Regions from separate parts of the Canis lupus genome. Here region 1 is linked to region 2. The links are chromatin contacts, called in public Hi-C maps. All regions are on one chromosome and are shown on one strand. Each heading gives the region's core, a stretch centred on a gene start, on an enhancer-like site or on the middle of the called end of the contact. The rest is flanking DNA. Distances are from core to core; before and after follow the strand shown. Region 1 overlaps ARID5B (AT-rich interactive domain-containing protein 5B). Region 2 overlaps ARID5B (AT-rich interactive domain-containing protein 5B).

Evidence for each region. Hi-C and Micro-C count contacts between places; a contact is called where the count stands out from the background.
Region 1: a contact with region 2 is called in a Hi-C map of blood, with 1.8 times the contacts expected there. The contact joins two enhancer-like sites. A contact is called at or near these places in 2 of 9 Hi-C or Micro-C datasets (both in blood).

What each region holds. Positions count from the first base shown.
Region 1 is chr4:14,736,793-14,740,711 of UU_Cfam_GSD_1.0, reverse strand. All of the region lies in intron 3 of ARID5B (AT-rich interactive domain-containing protein 5B), which reads right to left. Among named protein-coding and RNA genes, the nearest start is that of ARID5B, 80 kb to the right of the region's middle. Within about 2 kb of position 2,566, at least 4 of the 20 cell types and tissues checked have an H3K27ac peak or open chromatin away from gene starts, as enhancers often do. A contact at or near this core is called in blood, where this site is marked.
Region 2 is chr4:14,688,710-14,692,690 of UU_Cfam_GSD_1.0, reverse strand. ARID5B (AT-rich interactive domain-containing protein 5B) reads right to left here. Exons shown (of 10, transcript XM_038534033.1): 3 at 2,893-3,118. Among named protein-coding and RNA genes, the nearest start is that of ARID5B, 32 kb to the right of the region's middle. Within about 2 kb of position 1,995, at least 5 of the 20 cell types and tissues checked have an H3K27ac peak or open chromatin away from gene starts, as enhancers often do. A contact at or near this core is called in blood, where this site is marked.

The DNA of each region.
Region 1 (3,919 bases), core at 1,317-3,816, 47 kb before region 2:
CCTTATGCATTTCATGTACATATAAACAAACACTCGTATGCAGTTACCCATGAAACAGAGGCTGCCAATAAATGCTGCATAGGACATTTTCCCCTTTTTAATTCATAATAGGTCTAGCAGATAAATCTAAGAATGAATAAAGAATGGCTAAATTGTACATTTGTTCAGCAAAAGACAAACAAAGTGTTCCTGGAACAAAGATTTTCTTTCAACCACACCCACATTGGAAAAGAAATCAAAGTATTACCCCAAGGAATCGTACTCTAACACATTCTAGTCAGCTGTAGTTGGTTGGGTTATATAGGCATTACTTGATTTCTGTCAAAAGAAAATGATCAGCAATAAATTGTTGCTAGCAAAGACTGAAATTTTTAAGCCATATTATGATACACTATTAAAATGTCATCCCATTCCTCAATTCCCTCTCCACCAAAAAAGAAAAAAAAACTGAATATGCCTATTTTTAAATGAAATATTCAAAGGGAATAAGAGACCCAAAATTACTAAACCTCATTTCAACTTCAATGAGAAGAATTTTGCCTATTAAAAGTTAATACCTAAAGTACACTGCTTGTAATGCTCAACCAAAATTACCCTAATCCTGTGCTTATATCATAATTACACGTTTTGTTAACCTCTCTCAATGTCAATTTTTCACTTATTTATATATTTTCAAAGTCCAAAACAGAATTCCACAGAGAAACTGTAATTATAACGTGAGACTCCACCCAAGCTTTTCAAACAGTAACTGTATACCATTGCTTTAATCCTCAGAGTTGGGCTGGGAATGGGGAAGGGGTGGAGGGGGAGAGGGTAAGAGCAGGCATTCATTCTGAATAGCACGTTGCTCAAGTTGTCTTTATACAAAGAGAGATGCATGAAATAGCAAACACAATGAATTAATGGAGCATTGACTTTCAAATATCCATAATGCTATTTTTTTTAAAAATAGATAATGGTGACCAAACGCACAGGAGGCTGAAAACATAAATTCCGGAGGAGAAATTTGCTTTTATCTTTCACACAACATTTAGAAATGTAACTTTCTTTTTCATTCTGGGGGGTGAGGGGGAAAGGGAAGGCTTGTTGCGGAAACATCACACTATTATGCTTACTGAAAACCACTATAATCTACTTCTAAAATCAGTAAGCTTAAAAAAAAAAAAAAAACCTTAAAAAAAAATCTTTGCACTAGGATTTTATAGAGCCTGGTGGAAAAAGTATGCATGTTCCTTCCTGCACCTAATTACCTCAACTGAAAAATCTGCCAAGTATTTTGCCCTTTAGTTCTCTTAATCGTATTAGGGCAAATGCATTTGGATGCCAATAGAAACAAACATTTAAAGATTTTCACTTAAAAGATTCCAAATATGTATGAAGGCTATGCTTGAGACACAAAGTCCCCAGTCCTTCAAAGACGACATACAGTGTTCTTTTTTTTTCCCCAAGCAAATATGAATTTGCTCATGTTATAAAACTTGATGTCTAGTTTTGAGACAATTTAAGTAAAATAATGTCAATACGAGAGGCTCTTACAATGATTTATGCTTCTTTCTGTTACTTTATTACATTAGGCATTCCTTTCTCAAAGCTTTCTACTTTTCACCGTGCTCCTAGCAACCAACCAACGGCGAAGCATCAACTTTATGTACCTGGCATGAGTCCAATTCTTACTGCTATTGACAATTATACTGAAGTTTCCATTTAATTGCTGCTCTGTTGTGACACTGAATATTTGTCATAATTAGGCATTTCCTATTTTCTGTCCATTCGCTTTTGATTATTACTGAAAAGGAATTTTTTTTTTTCATTTCAGAAAACCTAAGCATGAAAATTCTACAGATAAGAGCAGCTACAGCTGTTACTATCATTACCAACATTGTAACACGCAGAAAAAAAAAAAGGGGGGGGGGGGAGAGAGAGAAAGAAAAAAGAGAGAGAGAATATAATTTCTCGGAAGGTGATTTTCTTTTCAGTCTAAGTGCTCTTATTCATCTCACAGTTACTCAATGATTTCCTGTTCTAATTACAGGACATTATACAGAAAGATATTTGTAAAAGCAAAATGCAGCAGTGCCTATGACTACATAGCTTGGATGGGTAGAAAGTGTTTCAGATTCCAAAGTTGTACATCAACTTTATCAATTCCTGATCGCAAGTTGGTGTGAGTGTGTAACGCATCACGCCATATTTCTACATCTCTCCTCAGGCAGTAGGTACCCTTGGTACCAGGGGTAAATACACATCAAAGGGGAAAACACATTTGCAGTTAACTGATGTTGCAGAGTTGGGTGGGGGAAGATGGGTCGTCAGTTGTTATTTTTTTTCCCCCTCATCAAAGCTGTTAAATTGGAGGCATGCCAAGACAAGGAGTGGAAAATATTAATAATAAAAATAAATTAAATGCCTGATTAAAAGGGAGAGAGAACAAGATTCCATCCGGAATAGAAATGAAAATGCCACAAACTATTTCATAAAAACATACTGTGACGTCAATGACACATCAGTATTGCACTGTTGTGGTTATTTTGAGAAATGGTTTGTACTGTAAGTCAGCTGGTACTGCCCCACCCGTGATGATTTTGTAATTCTCTACACAGTAAGCAAATGGGGGCAGCCCTGAGATTGCTAAGACGGAAAACAGACCTAGCCATAGAGAGCTGGCAATAAAAAGATAATGTACTTTTAACATAACAGAACAAGAAGATTGGCTTTATTAACTAAAAAAACGACTTTAAATGGTCCCCAGCTTGCCATTTGTTTTGATAAATGGAAAGACAGATCTTCCCAGGATAGGCCACGAAAACATCACTGGAGAACTTATAAAAAAGAAAATGTGGGAAAATCTCTCTGTGCATGGTTGTAAACAGAACAAAGAATATTTCAAATGCAAAATCGGGGCTTTTAACTAGCTGTTTCCCAAAGCCAGCCACTTCAAATTACATGGACACACAAATATAAAAATATGTATTAGTACGTTCATATTGGCTCTTGCCCTGACTGTTGCTTCCTCACTCCAAAAGGAAAACAATACCAGGCTAAACTAAAACCAAACACTGCCATCTCTCTGAGTAACAAACGAACCCCCTGGGAAGCAAGCCAGCTCAATCTCCAAGGTTCTCCCAAGTGGTCACTGAATCCTAAGCCACATTCAGGAGCCACTCTAGATTTCATTCTGAGAATTCTGCATCTACTTCCATATGGCTCATGTCAGCTGAATGTGAGTGCTGCACGTGACTGTGGCTAGGCAATAAGTGTCTCTACTCCTGAGACCACATGGCCAGACTGCCAAGTGGGTAACGGGGTGACCACGGTTGGAGTGGGATTCTAAGAAGCCTGACCTACCTTAACCTGCCTCCCCTTCACAAATTGTTAGGCTATAGTTAGCCATTCTCTTTATTCATTAGGATAAATGATTTTCAGTATCAGAAGAAGAAAATATAAAGAATCTATGAGAACGCCAGGGAGCCAGGGCTTAGACAAAATTCCTCCTACTCTAAAAACCGTGGCAAAAGTTTTCTCAGAGATTAACTCACACCTTTATTTATTTATTAGTGGGCCAGGTAAGGCTGTTACGGTGGATTTGAACTTCATTAAACTCAACTTTGTCTTGACTTCAAGGAATGAGAACTATGATCCAGTCAGCCCCTATGGTTGCCACGACAATTGAAAGGCAAAAAAACCTGACCTCATTAGTCCAACTGGCTTTAAAAATCATAATAATTTCTGCCATCTTTATATATATAGAACATATATATGTTCTATATATATATATGTTTCCTTTTCATATATATAGAATATATATATATTCTATATATATGGCTTTTTATTTTCAAGTTGCATCTTACACGTGCCATCAGTGCAAGAACCACAATCCTACTATGCAACATCTGTATAAACCCTTTACATTTGAGAGACC
Region 2 (3,981 bases), core at 746-3,245:
TGTCCTTGAAGGGGAAGAGAATTAAAAAAAAAAAAAAGAGCTGTGCTTCGAATCAGAGCAGTTATTGGAAGCTGCCATTTGGGGCAGAGTTTCTCTTTGCGGAGTATTAATTTGCTGGCAGACACACATTTGTGAGAACATTCTTGTTTTTTTACTCTTCAGAGAGAGACAGGAAGTGACACAAACTGGGATTAAAGGGAACTTATTCTACCTAAACATTGAGCAAGAAGAGTTCTTTAATTAGCTTTTAGATGGTAAAATCCCTTCTCTAAGAGTCAACTTAATTATTTTGTCGCTATTGATGTTTTAACGTGATGAAATCCTTCGGTTAAAAACATAACGTATCGGAGTTTTATTTTAGCCACAAGAAAGGTGAGATCTTTCCATTCTTTGCTTACTTCCACCAGAAAAAAAAAGAGGGGGGTCTTAAATAATCTCAGAGTTCATCTTCTTTCTTTGGTAAGAACAATGAGGAGTTGGAAGTGTTCTACAGAAGGAAAAACCTAATAAGTGTGTGAACTTCCATTAACAATGTGGTATTGGAAGTGGTTTCAGTGTGGCCCAGAGAGAGAGAGATAAGAAAACCACTGTGTAGAAAGAAAAGTGCAGACAACAAATATTTTGATGTTGCAGACAAAAAGGAAGAGGTTGAAGAGAAAGTTGCTAGGACAGGAATGTGTACAGCAAGTGACACCCCCTGTCTCCCCAATATATACATCCTAACAATGTAGGCTTGTGAACCTTAGATCAAGCAGATAATGGAAACTCATTACATTAAGGAAAGTTTTTGTTTCTCTTTCCACATTATTACAACACAGTGTGCATTCCAATTACAAAAGCTATTTGTCTCAAATTCCCCACAGTTCATACCAACTGAGTAGAATTTCAAGGCCCCAAATTCTATCCTTAAAGGGGTATTTTACATTAAAAAAAAAAAAAAGAAGGAAAAAGTAACATGGTGTTTCTTGTTCACCAGAGGAGAGCCTCCCCATCAAATCTCCTGTTGATTATTTTCCCTTTCTCAGCACTAATTGTATTGCTGTTTCCCAAATGAGACTGAAAAAAAAATTCAGAATCACCTAGGAAGTCTTTTTTTCAGGCCACATTCCTTGGCCTTGCCTTAATCCTACTGGATGAACAATCTGGGGAAGCTGGACTTAGCAATCAGTATTATTTTTAAAATTCCCCTAGTGAGTCTACCAAACACTAGGTTTAAAAACCACTAAGTACTTTGAATATTCACTATAAATCAATTTCTTCTGAAATTAATTATTAAAAAGTACATCATGGACTTTTTTTTAGAATTCAGTAAGATCAAACCCTCTAAATCTTTTGCTAGAATTAAGAGATTGAGTTTCTTTTCAGATTCATTAATAAACTATCAATTTTAAACAGAAAACAAGTCTGCTATAAATACTCTTGTTTATATGTGTGACATCAAGCTTAACCATCTACACATCCTTTTGTCCCCCGTGGGTTTCCTGTTTAGTTTTTTATTAGTAACAGTATATTCCATAACTAAAAAAAAAAATCAAACAAACAAAAGAAATGTTTAAATGTTAGGGAGAACATAAGACAATAGCAATACAACTTAGAGCAAACATTAGAAAAGTAATACAACACATGTATTATCCAGCATTATCACACATCAAGAGACTAGTCATTGTGTGTTCATGAAATTGGGGAATATAACAGCATATATAGGAAATTTAGTAAAAAAAAAAAAAATTGGGGGCTTTAAAATAAAACACCAGATTAATAATTTTCTTCAAAAGTCAGGCTGCCATGTCCAAAATATTACCGCCTGACATTTACCAAAAGATGACAGGAAACTGTTAGTCGTTGACTCAAATTGCAAGAAAATATTAATATGATTCCCAATGCACAGTACAGCTCATCACAAATCAGAATCACAGGAAAGACAGTTACTGCTGTTATGCAGTCTCTTTATGCCAATTAAGTAAAGAGTCTGGGTTTGTTGTAATAGTTAAATCCTAGGCTAAAGAAAACAGGAAGTTGTCACATTAAGGCATAAAATAGGGCTATGAAAATCAGCATTGTGCTAGAATGAAAGAAAAAGATGCCTTAATATGTTAAAAGTGAAGTTCCTCTTTGCCTAAAGAGGAAATAACTAGTCTAACTCAGAGGTCAACAACTTTGGTGTTAAGCAACGCTAGGAGAGTAAGTCAGTGAGCACCACAGGGAGATACAAATAGACGGGAGAGGATAAAAGAAATGGCCACAGAAAGCCTCTGGAGAAGAACGTGTTAAGAAAAAGCAAAAGAATTCATCAGGAAGCCCCTTGTATACGCCAGTCATCACTGTGGTAAACTAAACCCTTTATATCTTAAATTTCAGTGACGCAGTAAAGTCCCCATCTTTTCCAGATGGGGAAACTGAGACTAGGAGGCGAAACAATTTGACATTGCTCCACACTAAGTAACTCATCTCTCTTCCTCGCTCTGCTTCCCACCCAGCCTTGGTAAACAAACACATGAAATCCTGACATGGTGTTAAGAGATGTCATACTATCTCCTCAGAACAAATATTTAAACTCTTCATTAATTCAATCTCAGGTGCCCTAATTAAGTCTTCTGCCTTGACACCAAATGGGAGCTGCCTAAGGCCATGTGTTGTATCACCTGGTTCCTGGCTCAGGGTCCCACCAGGAGAAGGCCCTGCAATCCGGCAGCCAGCATCCATCCCTTACATACCCCAACAATCCATCCATACATATTCCCAAGACCCTCTGAAGTCAAATAAATTTTATGTCTATATAAAATTATATATATGACAGGGTTTCCAGAAAGGCCTACAACCAGAAAAAAAAAAAAAGTAGGTTACTACTGTCTACACCCACACATGAGATTTGGAAGTACAAATTATATTTACCAAGGTCAGCCTTTTCCTTGAGAACGTCTTTGAAGTTGAGTCCACTGTTGAGTGTTGACTGCCTATACTTCAGCAAAGCTTCCTTCTGTCCATTCCTCCCCAAGGCCGTGGTCTTCACGGCCCCAGCCTGGAGGCCACATCTCCACTTGGAGAAATCAGAGTGTACCCACTTGACCAGGTCTTCAAGCTTCACGATTACCTTTTCAGAAACAGCAATGACTTCATCCTGCAAGAAGTGGTCAGGGAAGAACAAAACATTATTTGTGGTTGTAGGGCAAATGAGAAATGTTCAACAAAGCTCCTCTGAGATACTATTTGAGTGGTTCAACCTTATGCATGAAGACAATGTGCTTTTTGGTGACAAGAGAATCTTCAATAACTCACTTCAGTGGTTTTTCACTGCTAGCTGCCTAGTTGAAAAATAATTTAGAAGATCTACTTGTAATATGATTAGAAAGTGTTCCCCAAATTGGGTAGTGATTCTGATAGCCATTTTTAATGCCAGTTGCCAAAGCCCACTCTGCCTGTCTGACCACTTACTCCGGTGAAAGCTAATTTTTAGGTGCAGTTAATTGCAAAAGTAAAAAGTGAGAACTAGGTGACTAATGGTTAGCCTGTCTCTATATAAATGGTCTAAGTAATCTGGGATTCTTGGAACTCTGACTCACCCCCAAATTCCTATGTTTATGGTACATTTTCCCTTGGCTTATACACAAATATTGAATTTAACTTTTGTCCTAAAAATTAAATAAAACTGTGATGTAATCCCAAAAGAAATACTTCATAAATGTTATGTGCTTCCCACTGAAAGAAACTTACACATTCTCATGTTTCTTAAAAACTTTGTAAGCTGAGAAATGAACTGATTTTTTTCTTTTAATACATATGGGTAAGAGGAGAGAGGGTGAGCAAAGAGAAAGTCTTTGAATCTAAGAAAAGTAGTTGAAACTTAAGTTTCTCGTATGGATCATAAATTTGAATTTTAAGCATCTCTAATTGCTTCCAGGGAACAACCAACTTCTCTGACTCAGAATTAATCCAGCAAGATATTTAATAGATATCCATCCATGGAGTGAAGGAGGGCCTCTC